4 separate regions of the Mus musculus genome follow, and regions 2, 3 and 4 are each linked to region 1. A link is a contact called in public Hi-C and promoter capture Hi-C data. All regions are on one chromosome and are shown on one strand. Each heading gives the region's core, a stretch centred on a gene start, on an enhancer-like site or on the middle of the called end of the contact. The rest is flanking DNA. Distances are from core to core; before and after follow the strand shown.

What was found. Promoter capture Hi-C pulls out the DNA fragments that hold promoters and counts their contacts. A called contact is a pair of places that touch in the nucleus more often than the background predicts.
Region 2: a contact with region 1 is called in a promoter capture Hi-C map of embryonic stem cells, with 2.4 times the contacts expected there. The contact joins the promoter of Bpi here to the promoter of Ctnnbl1 in region 1. A contact is called at or near these places in 8 of 39 promoter capture datasets (the 3T3-L1 cell line, embryonic stem cells, hippocampal neurons and 3 more), 1 of 15 datasets of contacts at CTCF or cohesin (embryonic stem cells), 2 of 115 datasets of contacts at active chromatin or transcription factors (both in embryonic stem cells) and 1 of 9 other capture datasets (embryonic stem cells).
Region 3: a Hi-C map of B cells shows a contact between it and region 1, with 7 read pairs. The contact joins the promoter of Rab5if here to the promoter of Ctnnbl1 in region 1. A contact is called at or near these places in 2 of 39 promoter capture datasets (liver and pre-B cells) and 1 of 484 Hi-C or Micro-C datasets (B cells).
Region 4: a contact with region 1 is called in a Hi-C map of CD8 T cells, with 3 times the contacts expected there. The contact joins the promoter of Rbl1 here to the promoter of Ctnnbl1 in region 1. A contact is called at or near these places in 1 of 39 promoter capture datasets (hippocampal neurons), 1 of 484 Hi-C or Micro-C datasets (CD8 T cells) and 2 of 115 datasets of contacts at active chromatin or transcription factors (bone marrow-derived macrophages and memory CD8 T cells).

Annotation. Positions count from the first base shown.
Region 1 is chr2:157,736,039-157,738,738 of GRCm38.p6, forward strand. It overlaps Ctnnbl1 (catenin, beta like 1), which reads left to right and starts at 1,363. Exons shown (of 16, transcript NM_025680.4): 1 at 1,363-1,521. The coding sequence starts at 1,492.
Region 2 is chr2:158,256,871-158,259,570 of GRCm38.p6, forward strand. Bpi (bactericidal permeablility increasing protein) reads left to right here and starts at 1,371. Exons shown (of 15, transcript NM_001356542.1): 1 at 1,371-1,554. The coding sequence starts at 1,425. It overlaps Gm34571 (a long non-coding RNA gene), which reads right to left and starts at 2,109. Exons shown (of 3, transcript XR_866913.1): 1 at 1,981-2,109.
Region 3 is chr2:156,861,661-156,864,385 of GRCm38.p6, forward strand. Rab5if (RAB5 interacting factor) reads left to right here and starts at 1,462. Exons shown (of 4, transcript NM_026124.3): 1 at 1,462-1,757. The coding sequence starts at 1,644. 5430405H02Rik (RIKEN cDNA 5430405H02 gene) reads right to left here and starts at 1,285. Exons shown (of 3, transcript NR_027914.1): 1 at 939-1,285.
Region 4 is chr2:157,203,279-157,205,978 of GRCm38.p6, forward strand. It overlaps Rbl1 (RB transcriptional corepressor like 1), which reads right to left and starts at 1,256. Exons shown (of 22, transcript NM_011249.2): 1 at 1,022-1,256. The coding sequence starts at 1,177.

The DNA of each region.
Region 1 (2,700 bases), core at 113-2,612:
CTGGGCTTTGAAGATTCGAGGGTGAGGTTGACAAACTCAATCCCAACTTTTAGAGAGTTTGGAGTCCAATTAATGAGGCTGTCAAAACATAAAATGTCAACCATCAAGTACAAAATGACAGATTGAGTCTGTGAACAGTAGAGGAAGTGCTAACAGAGAGAATAATGAGGAGAGGTTGTGGCAGTTTGAGGAATAACAATTTTCTTATGTGTAGTTGGAGGTAGTTGAATGGGGTTTCTGGATGGTGTCTGTTGTAATCCCAGAAGAGGAACGCCTTGACTATCTCTCAATAATGGGCAAATTCCTTCCCCAGGAACCAACCTTTATATATATATAAATGTGTGTATGCGTGTGCTTGTGGGTCTGCACAGAGACCAGAAGAGAGCACCAGATCCCCCAGAACTGGAGTTACAGGCAATTGTGAGCTGTCCAGCATGGGTGCTGGGAACGGAAGTAGACGTCTAGAGAGCAGTAAATGGTTCTAAGCGCTGAGCCATGTCTCCAGACCCCCAGACCCTTTAATACAGCTTGGGTAGACAGGAGATCTTCCAGTTGCCACTGGGTCTTGTGTTAGTGAATACAAAGAAGCCTGGGGGAAAAAAACAAACATGATATCAATGGTTTCTCAGCCACCTATGGCCGGAAGCCATTTTGTAAGCCCAGGGGAAGCATAATGGGAACCCCAAAATGAAATCCACATATACAATTTCAGTATATCTACTAAGTACGCTTAACAAATGAGAGGAAAGTCAAATTCATTTCATAATATATCTTCCTTTACCCAGTAAGTGAAAAAAAAAAAAGGAACCAGTTCAAGTACGAAAAATCCACTGTGCATTTGATTAACACTTAACATCTTTATTAGGACTAGGCACACTTCAAGTGCCCCAGAGCCACATGTGACTAACTATGGGGCGCATAATTTCAAACCTCAGCTCCTTCCTCTCCCTCTTTCCCTCCCTCTTCTCTCCCTGTAGCCCTAGCTGTCCTGGAACTCGTTTCTGTAGACGAGGCTGTCCTCGAACTCAAAACATATGCCTGCGGAGCTCTGCCTGCCTCTGCTTCCCCAGTGCTGGGATTAAAGGCATTCAACACCACCAACAGGCCAACTTCAATTATCTGTGAAATGAGAATGAAAGAACAAAAGTGCCAGTCTCTGGAAGCTCTTTAAGGTTACCCACGAAATGCCAAGCACTCTGCTCTACTCTTGGATAACGGCCTCGCTTTTAGGTTCATCCCCTAAGTATCCGCCCCTTTCCCCGCCCCTTCAGGTTACAGGCGGAAGCAGAATTGTCAAAACGCGGCGCGCTTTACGGCAGCGCGTCCTTTTACGGCAGTGTGGCGGGCTCACCGGCCACGCGCTCTTTTACTCTATTGGTTCTGGGGCCTGGCGCTTTACGGCAGTGTGTCAGGAAAAGCCTCTGAGCGGCCCGTGGTTCGGGAGTTGAGTGGAGGCAACCAGGGTACCCTGTGCTGATTGGGTCCGGAACCATGGACGTGGGCGAACTTTTAAGCTACCAGGTAAGAGCAGTTGGCGAGGCCGGAGGGCTCCTCATCCTCGCTCGGGTAGCAGGGACAGAGTCCCGTCATCTTGCCTCCCCTCGGTCCCTGGCCCTCACTTCTCATGTCACCCGGGCTTGCATCCTGTCATTGCACTTCACTCCCCTAAGCCCTCTGGACCCTTTCGACCCCTTCCTTCTCCAGACCTGAGCCTTGTGATTTCTGTTCCCCACCCGGTAGCCCTCAGCTCCTCTTCCGTCTCGTTTCTACCAATTCACAGGGCTTGGGGAGACAGTTGTGAAGACCCCCGCCCCCCCCCCCCCCCCGGTGTTGAGCCTCAGTTTCTTTACCAAGTGTCAGTGTAGCTTTGGAGAAGTCTTTCTCCCGTCACGGAGTCTCAATTCTTCTTTTAAAATCTATAAAGTGGATGGATGTATGTGAAAGGTCATTTGAAAGTGCAGAAACCTGTGCCCACGTTCCCTGCTATTGTTAAGCTGTTTGGAAGACGGAGCTTGGAATGGGTCGGTAAGAGACCTCTCGACCTCCTTGCTCAGGGTGCTTGTGAGGAACGGGTGACCCAGAGAGAAGAAAGGACTCTCTTGAGGTCACTCAACAGTTACAAAGCTCAAGTGTCCAGACTCCCAACTCAGAGTTTTGTCCCTCTTTTGACTGCCTAACGAGGCTTCTTGTGTCCATCTTTGTTTTCATTAGCTGCAATAGGCGTTGGGACCCATAAACTGTAATTATTCTGAATTAGGAAGTACTGTAATTGTAAATCACACTTCATTTTAAAGACTTAGTATGAAAAAGGTAGTATTTTTATATTGATCACAGATCCTTGATCATATTGATTGAATATGTATGAGGCCATAATATGATGGAGCAGACTTTGGGTGATGGATGAAATAAAAAGTGGGTAAGCCAACCTTATCCACTTGCATTTTGTTCAAGGTGTGATGTTTTAAAAGTGATAGCTTTGCAGTCAAGAGTAGGCAGTGAGAACCTGTGAACTTGAGTTTAAAAGTGATAGCTCTAGGCCGGGCGTGGTGGCTCGTGCCTTTAATCCCAGCACTTGGGAGGCAGAGGCAGATGGATTTCTGAGTTTGAGGCCAGCCTGGTCTACAGAGTGAGTTCCAGGACAGCTAGGGCTATACAGAGAAACCCTGTCTCTAAAAAAAAAAAAAAAAAAAAACTCAAAAA
Region 2 (2,700 bases), core at 121-2,620, 520 kb after region 1:
TGCTTAGAAAGAAGTGATGAGGGAAAAAAAAGGAAGGAAGGAAGGAAGAAAGAAAGGAAACAAGGAAAGAAGGAAGAAAGGAAATGAGCCCTCAGGAGGATAGGAGGATCCCGATTTTTAGACTTCCATAAAATCCAGGGGATTGGGGTGGGGCGTGAGAAACCTTGAGCCTCTGAAGTCCAGCCCCCTCTGTTCACCATGGAGACCGGGCCACTCCCACTCGGGGCCTGAGGCTGCTGCAGAACTTCACAGCCCTGCATGCAAAGCTGAACTAGATTGCAGGAGGGGAGGGATGGGGGTGGGGGTTCCCACCTTGCCCCTCCAGCTTAGCGCCTCCTGCTCCTGATGGTGTTAGAAGTATCTTGGCTCTAAGAGAAGCCTACTGTCCCCTCAGAAGCCTCAAATCCTGGTCCCTGAGAAGGAGGGGTGAAATGTGTGAAAACAGATATCTGGTTAAGAAAACTGGGTTTAGGAAACGATGGAATATTGAAAGCCGGGGGAGAATGTATTCAGAGAAAGGGAACTTTCCCGGGCTAACCAATAGGATCCCATGTCTGATAGGAAAACAAACAGGCAGAACTAACTATCTATGCTTGCCAGGAAAAAAAAAATGGGACAGGCGAAAATTAAAATATGTTTGGTGTTGTGTCTTGGAGACGAGTCCATGTAACTGATTCTCGTATTTATTTCTGAAGTTCCGGTTAAGGCTCCCATCTGGATTCTCTTTCTCGCAAGGCACACTATGCCTGCTTTCCCTACTGGAAGGCCATCCTGTCCTCACAGTAAGCTAGGGGCGAAGGTGATAGTCCCCCCCCACCCCCCACCACCACTCTATAGGAGAGGAAACCGAGGCACAGAGAAGCACAGAGAGGCTGAGACCAGCCTTAAAGAGTAGCTGAGATGCCAAGGACAAGACTCCAGAATTAGAGCACTAAAAAAGTACCCCTGCAGCCTGGGATGGGGGACACCTCCAAAGGTCCCGTTTTTTAAACAATTTACTACGGATACAACCAAAGGGATAGGAACTAGAGACAGGGAGTCTCCGTGTGGTCACCACCCAGCTTGAAAGAAAGCCTTACATGAGGCGAGGAGGACGCAAGAAAAGGATGGACTGCTTAGGAAGAGGAATCCGTCCCAGAGCCACAGGTCTCAACAGGCTCGCGCGTGCTGGCATGGGTGGGCGCGTGCACGTGCACAGCACATGCGCACATGCCCATGCTCGCACAGACCTCTAGGCTCCACTGGGGCAGCCCCTGGACTGGTCCCCAACGTTGATGGGGAACCGCAGCTGCCCTCCCCCTCCCGCCCCCACGGCTGCCTTCCTCCTTCCTCTTTCTACTACTGCCCTGCCCTTCCCCAGAAGGCTTCTTTATAGGTCTCAGGTTCCCATCCGAGGCCTTGTGGTTTGGGCTGCCCTAGAGGACATGACCTGGGCCCCTGACAACGTGCGGAAATGGTCAGCCCTGTTGCTGCTGGCCATCATTGGCACAGCCCTGACAGCCGCCACCGACCCTGGCTTCGTGGCCATGATCTCCCAGAAGGGTCTGGACTTCGGTAATTGGATGCCTTTCTCTCTTCCTCCCCTTCCCTGACAGGGCACTTAGGGTGCACAGCCCTTTAAATCGGATGCCTGGCAAGTTCACTGCTTCCCCCCCCCTCCTATTTTACATAGAAAGAAACTAAGGCACCGTCTCATAGGACTAGAAAAGTGTCAGAGCTGGGACTGGATCACACTACTCTAGAAGATTCCAAGTGCCCCGGGGCTCTGAGGGTCCCCACGGTCCCTTCTCTCTACACCGTGACATTTCTAGGCCTTTTCTTTCCAAAGTCAGTCGTCTGCCTTACCTCCTTTGTTAGAGACTAAGCAGGCAGGGGGTGCCGGGGGGCGCCTCCAGTGAGATGTACACACACTGCGGGCAGACTCTGGGAAAGCTACCCCAGGCTCCTCCCAAAGGCCAGGCAGGTAACAACTCCGCTCACCTGCTTCTCTGCCAGGCGCCTCACAGATCCACCGGTCCCATTCTTCCATTGCAGGACTGGGTGGGTGGGACACAGCACTCCTGCAGGTGAGGAGTCTCTAGCAAAGGCGCTCTAGTCCTCACTGAAGCCCTTCTTGGGGCCGCTTAGTGCTGCCTCCTGGTGGCAGAGAGAGGAACTGCAGAACTCAGGGCGATCCTAGTTCAGATCAGACCAGGTTGGGTGGGGGGGCGGGGCAGGTCCCAGGGGATCTGCTTTCCTATCCCAGAACGCATGTTCCAGGCCATGCAGGCCATCGCAGGGATGCAAACAGATTCCCCCATGAACGTCGATGAGGATATGGTTGTGTTTAAATCCAGAGCTGGTGTGTGTGTGTGTGTGTGTGTGCGCGCGTGTGTACATACATGTCACATGAGTGCATGGGTGACTGACAGCTTTTGTGGGAGCAGAGGCTCAGCTCCAGTGTCCCATGTGGCAACTGGAGTGAGTTTTTAAAAAATGCAGCAAGCCTATTATTCATTTGTATGCCCACATCCAAAGGTTGAACTTGGGGAACAAGAAGCCTTGATCTCCCATCTTGACTCTACCATATGTCAGCAGTGAGCTCTTGACCAGAGCACTAGGGTGTGGGAGGGAAGGGAAGGACCCCCTTCCTAGGATTGCTCAGCTTGGCAGGGAGCAGTGCTGGTGGATGGGAAGACCCCCGTGCTTTTTACTGTTACT
Region 3 (2,725 bases), core at 212-2,711, 870 kb before region 1:
GGCAGCAGGCACACAAAGTGGTGCACACACAGACACACACACACACACACACACACTGCAGGCAAAACACCCATACTATGGAATGAAATAATTATTTTTAAAAAGAAAAGAACTCGGATTTAGAGTAAAATAAACCCAACTACTAACTCAATGATTCCAGGCAAATTACTTTGCCTTTATAAACTCACTGCATAAAAGTGATGTTCCGGGCTGGAGAGATGGCTCATAGATTAAGAACACTAGCTGCTCCTCCAGAGGTTCTAAGTTCAATTCCCAGCAACCACATGGTAGCTCATAACCATCTATAATGTGATCTGGTAACCTCTCTTCTGGCCTGCAGGCAAACATGCAGCCAGAACGATGTATACATAATAAACAATTCTTGGGGGGTTTTTCTTTTCTTTTGTTTTTTAGTGATATCCCTTAGCATAGCACATCCTGTGTGGCACCATCTGGAGGATGGGACTGATTTTGCTCATTTGTCTGTTTGAGGCAGCATCTCTCACTCTGTATGCTAGACCAGCTTCGCTGTGTAACCCAGGTCAGACGGGGCACGGGATCTTGGAATGTAGCCAGGCCAGCCTAACATTCCTCCCCGGGTTTGGACTGCAGACGAGTCACAGTGTACACCACAACGTGTCTTTGTACAAGTTCGCAGGGGGTGCTGCTCCTTCTGTCCTTTCAAAACACATCCTGGGAAGTGCTAACAACACACAGTGAGGACGGGGTAGCTAGCCCGACACCTACTACTTTTCTATTCCCCCTAGTGGGGTTCTCCCCTGGTTTCAACTTGCCTCATCCTTAGGAAAGAATTTCTCTCTTGGGATCTCAGCTTCACATTCGGATCTCAGAAGAGAACGCTGAGCAAGAGGAGACGTTAGGGTTCACAGAATTGTTTTTTTTCCCGTTGAGACAGGTTGTCGTGACCGGGGACTTACCATCCTCCAGCAGGTAGACAGGCTTGCACCATCGCCAGGCGAGGGAACTTTGGTTTGGTTTTTGTTTTTGTTTTGTTTTCCATAGTCATGAACAAAGTCGTGAATAACGTGTAGGTTTAGGAGAGAACGCACAGAAGGTAACTCCAGTGGGGCAGCCCAGGGCTTCCGGGGACCAAGGACCCGGCTCGGGAGGCGGAGCAGGATGCAAGGCCACTTCTTCTTTGTGTCGCTCCGGGGGACGAGCCGCGGCTCAGCCGGCAAGGAAACGTACAATCTCGGCTTTCCTCGGAGGGGCTGTGCCTCAGTCTTCACAGCGCCTCCTCGCGCACAGATCGCCTCCGGGCCGCACTTGTCCCTTCTCGCTCACCGTCCCCTGGCGTCCGCCGGAAGCTTCTGTCACTTCCGCCCACCGGAGGGGACGCTCGCGTCGAGGCGTCGCCGAGCTTCGGAGCCGACCGCCGCGTGGCCGCCGATTGGCTGCGTGCGCACGTCATCAGGGCCCCGCCCCTCCCTCGGCGGCGCCTGCTCCGTGGAGCTTAGCGAGCCGGCCGCTGGGCAGAGCGAGCAGAGCCTCGGCGGGCCACTGTCCCTCGCTGCCCGGACTACCGCTGCCGCCCCGCGCGCCGAGTCCCGCGGTCCCAGACCCCGACTCCCTTCGGCTTGGCCCGCGCGCCCCACGCCCGGCTCGGGCGGCGCGACGGGAGGATGAGCGGCGGGCGGCGGAAGGAGGAGCCGCCTCAGCCGCAGCTGGCCAACGGGGCCCTCAAGGTGTCCGTGTGGAGCAAGGTGCTGCGGAGCGACGCGGCCTGGGACGACAAGGTGCAGAAGGCCCGGCGAGGGAGGACGGGCCCGGGTCTCCCTCGCCCCGGCCAATCGGCCGGGCGCGGCCATGGGAGCAGGGAGCGGGGTGCCAAGGGGGCCGGCGCGTAGTGGAGCGAGCGGAGCCCCTGCTATCCCCCGCCGTTTGCTCCGCAGGATCCGGAGTAGTTAGCGCTTCTGAAGACTGCGCACGTGCCGGGTGCGGAATCCCTGAAGTGCGTTTACTTTGCACATTGCGAGGGGTGGCTCTGTCCTTGCTCGCTTAGATGAGAAAGAAGACATGCCCTGTGAGCTTTAAGATTCGAGAGCCGGTTCTAAGACCACCTTAAGAGGGTGTGAGTTAGTAAGAAAGTCGCTAGACATGGGTTAGAAGAGGTTGGGGACTTAAAGATGCACTCGCTGGTCATCTCCAGAGGATCTGAGCCTGGACGCCTCCTATCATTGCTCCATTCTGTGATCTTCAAGCCTGTCACCATTCAGCCCGATTCTAGATGGTTTGAAAAGAATGCTATATTTGGACTCCTTCCGTTGTTTGGACTGTTGAAATTGGGCTTCCCTCCCTTCAGTTCCGCCATGGAGGGGGGGAGTACTTCCTGAAGGTGCCCTTGGCCTGCCCCCAGCCCTGCCCAGCTCTTGCAAAACCTGTCGTCTTTGTGAACTGCTGTGTCATATTTTTTATCTTCCCCGGTCCAAGGACTGGTGTCTGGAGTCCAGGGCAGTTCACAAACCTGAGTGCTCTTTGTTGGGTGAAACTTAGATGAGCTGGCACAGGCCTAAGCACACACTTCTCCACCACCACACTTTCCTAACTCTGGCTTTCTCAAAAGTCGCTGTACAGGAAGGGTGGGAACTGAAGTTAATAGTTTTTCTTCCTGGAGACTCTCTAGAACTTAGCTGGCCAGCCAAGGGTTATCTGTGGCCAGGAGCACAGTGCCCATTGTCACTTCAAAACAAACTTCTATTTACGC
Region 4 (2,700 bases), core at 6-2,505, 530 kb before region 1:
CCTGCTGTAAAGACAAATTTTATATATGTGTGTGTGTGTGTGTGTGTGTGTGTGTGTGTGTAGTCTCAGGTACTTTTCTCTCATAGGAGTATAGACATGTGTACAACAGTTGCTCCCTATTTCCTACTCCCTGACCAGCAATTATTTCGCTGGCAGTCTGAGTCAGAGGAATCCTATATGTGAATCCTGCCCATGTGTATAATGAAAGCTTTTGTACATCTCAGTTAGATGCTGAAATAGTCTGTCTCGATACCCCCTGGGTATATATATATATATGTATACACACACACACACACACATATATATCATTAACATATGTGTGTGTGTTACTGGGAATACCTAATAATGATAACAAGCACCATTTATTTTATTCAGAGCCAGATACCACATCAATCGTTAGAGCAACGGCCTGGCAGAGAGGAACGTGGGGCTGAGAAGAGCTTTGTGTGTGCTGACTTTGATCTATCTAACTACAGTGCATGGTATAAACGAACTAACTGCTACACTCGATTAGGTGGAAGAATGGAGGAGTTAAAGGGCTCAAACTGCTGTACCAGGTTGCATGGCAAACTGCGTCACCTTGGGCGCTAAATTAACTTCTTACCGACCCCACTTTCTCCCTCTGTGGAATGGGGATCCAGTGGTGTTTCAAACGAGTTGGGGAAGACATAATCAAAGGGCTGAGCAGCGATGAGTAATTCATTTTACCGCGGGATCAGGTCTGATCGATTTAACGGCAGCACCGCGCCGTTTGGGGCACTGGGCGGCGCGCAGAAATCAAGTTTGAAAGTTGGGAGCCTAGGGAACCCCCGCAGAACCGGCGGCTCACTTTCCGATCTTCGGTTTCCCGCCTCAATCCAAATGGGTGGGTTGGCCGAGCTACACCCACCCTTCCCTCCCCGCACTCCTCGGAGACCCTCGTAGGTGGGGAACTCCCACCGCCCGATAGGCTTGGGGCGGGGGCGGGCCGGGGGTGGGGCCTGGCGAGGGTCGGGGCCGCCGCCCACCTGCCGCCGCTCACCTCTAGGCTGTAGTTGCCGCGGATGGCCGTGAAGTCATCCAGGGCTTCGGCCGCGCTTCCCTCGTCCAGGTTCAGTTCCTGGCACAGGGCCTGCAGCGCCTCCCTGGCCGCGGCGACCGCCGCCGCCCCCTCGGCGTGGGGCTCGTCCTCGAACATATCCCCCTCCGGCCCGACGGGCGGCGCGACCGGCTTCGGGGTTTTCTTTTCCCTCCCGGCGAGCTACCCACAACCCCCCGCGACAAAGCGCGCGAAAATCGCCTTCTTGAGCTCGCCTTCCCTTCATCGTCTGCCTCCGCTTTTCTTCTCAAAAAGTCCCTTTCTCCTCTGGAGCCCGCAGCAGCCCGTCTCCCGGAATGGGATAAGAAGATGGACCTCGGACTCTAACGGAGATCTAGCTCGGGCCCTGGGTGGGCAGCTGCGGGGCTCCGGGCCGCGGGGACGGACGTGAGAGAGCGGGGCGGAAGGATCCGAGCCGGTGCTGAGGCTGCCGGGACTGTAGCTCGCGCCCCGCGCTCTCCACCGCGGGTTCCCTGGTGTGGGTGACTTGGGACTGCGAGTCCGTTCACGCTAGTGGGAAGCCTTCTCCATGACACTGTCCTGTGGACCCTAGGTTTGTCAGCTCCCCGGCGCGCCTCCAGCCCGCTCTCACTGAGCTTTGACCCTCGATGGAGGTGGAGGCGGGAGCTGCCGAAAGTGGCTTCTTCACGTAGAAGCGCCACGTCAGAGACTCCCAAATCTCGCCAGAAAGGGATGCAGGGACAAGGGTTTGGGGTGACGGGTCTCAGCCTCACTCCCAGGATTCTGGAAACTGTCCCAGTAAATAGTCGTTTCAGGAATAGAGATGGTCCTCGCGCTTACCTGAAAGGTGTTTTTAAAACCTAAACTAGAACCTGATCGTTTTCACTCAGAATCCTGCACGAGATCATTTTTTGTCTTTAAAATACAGAAAAATAATAGCATTCAGATGCACCAGGTAACTCGTAACCTTGGGAATATCAAGCTAGTTCTCAGTCGCAGGAGGCTTTTCTCCGTGTGTGAAAATGCTATTGTGCATATCTTTGCATACCTTGCTCTTCATCATTTAAGTCTAATTTTAACCTTCTCAGGCCATTACTGAGCAGTACATCTATAAGCTGACACCTAACTTCTATTTCATCGTCTCCATTGTACCTTATCTGAAATTGTCATACTTATTGATCAGCTCTTCCAAGAGAGTTGGATGGTAGGATAGAATCGTTTGCCTTCACTGTATTCCCTGATTTGGATTATTTCTCTTCTACACTAAGGACTTGGGGCAGTGTGTTTGAAAATTACAGAGTAGTCCTTGTTTGGATGAAGGAGTCACTAGAGAAGAAAACAGGGACGTCAAGGCAAGTTATGAAGGAGTTCCTATGCCCCACTAAAGCCTCATGGTATACTCAAAGCAGAGATTTTAACATGTTAATGATGATTAATTTGTTTTGGACAAAATCCACTGCTGCGGGTATGGCCTCGTGGAGACTACCAAGTTTGGAGGTAGTAGAGTGTTGTCTTACATGACGTATCGGAAGGAATCGTTGAATTAAAATACAAAGGTGTACTGCTCAAGGAAGAGTCCTGATATAGGGAGATGGAAAGCTCTCTAAATCCCTAATAGGCAAATGACAACAGACCAAAGAAATAGCTCCAGCCTCATCTAG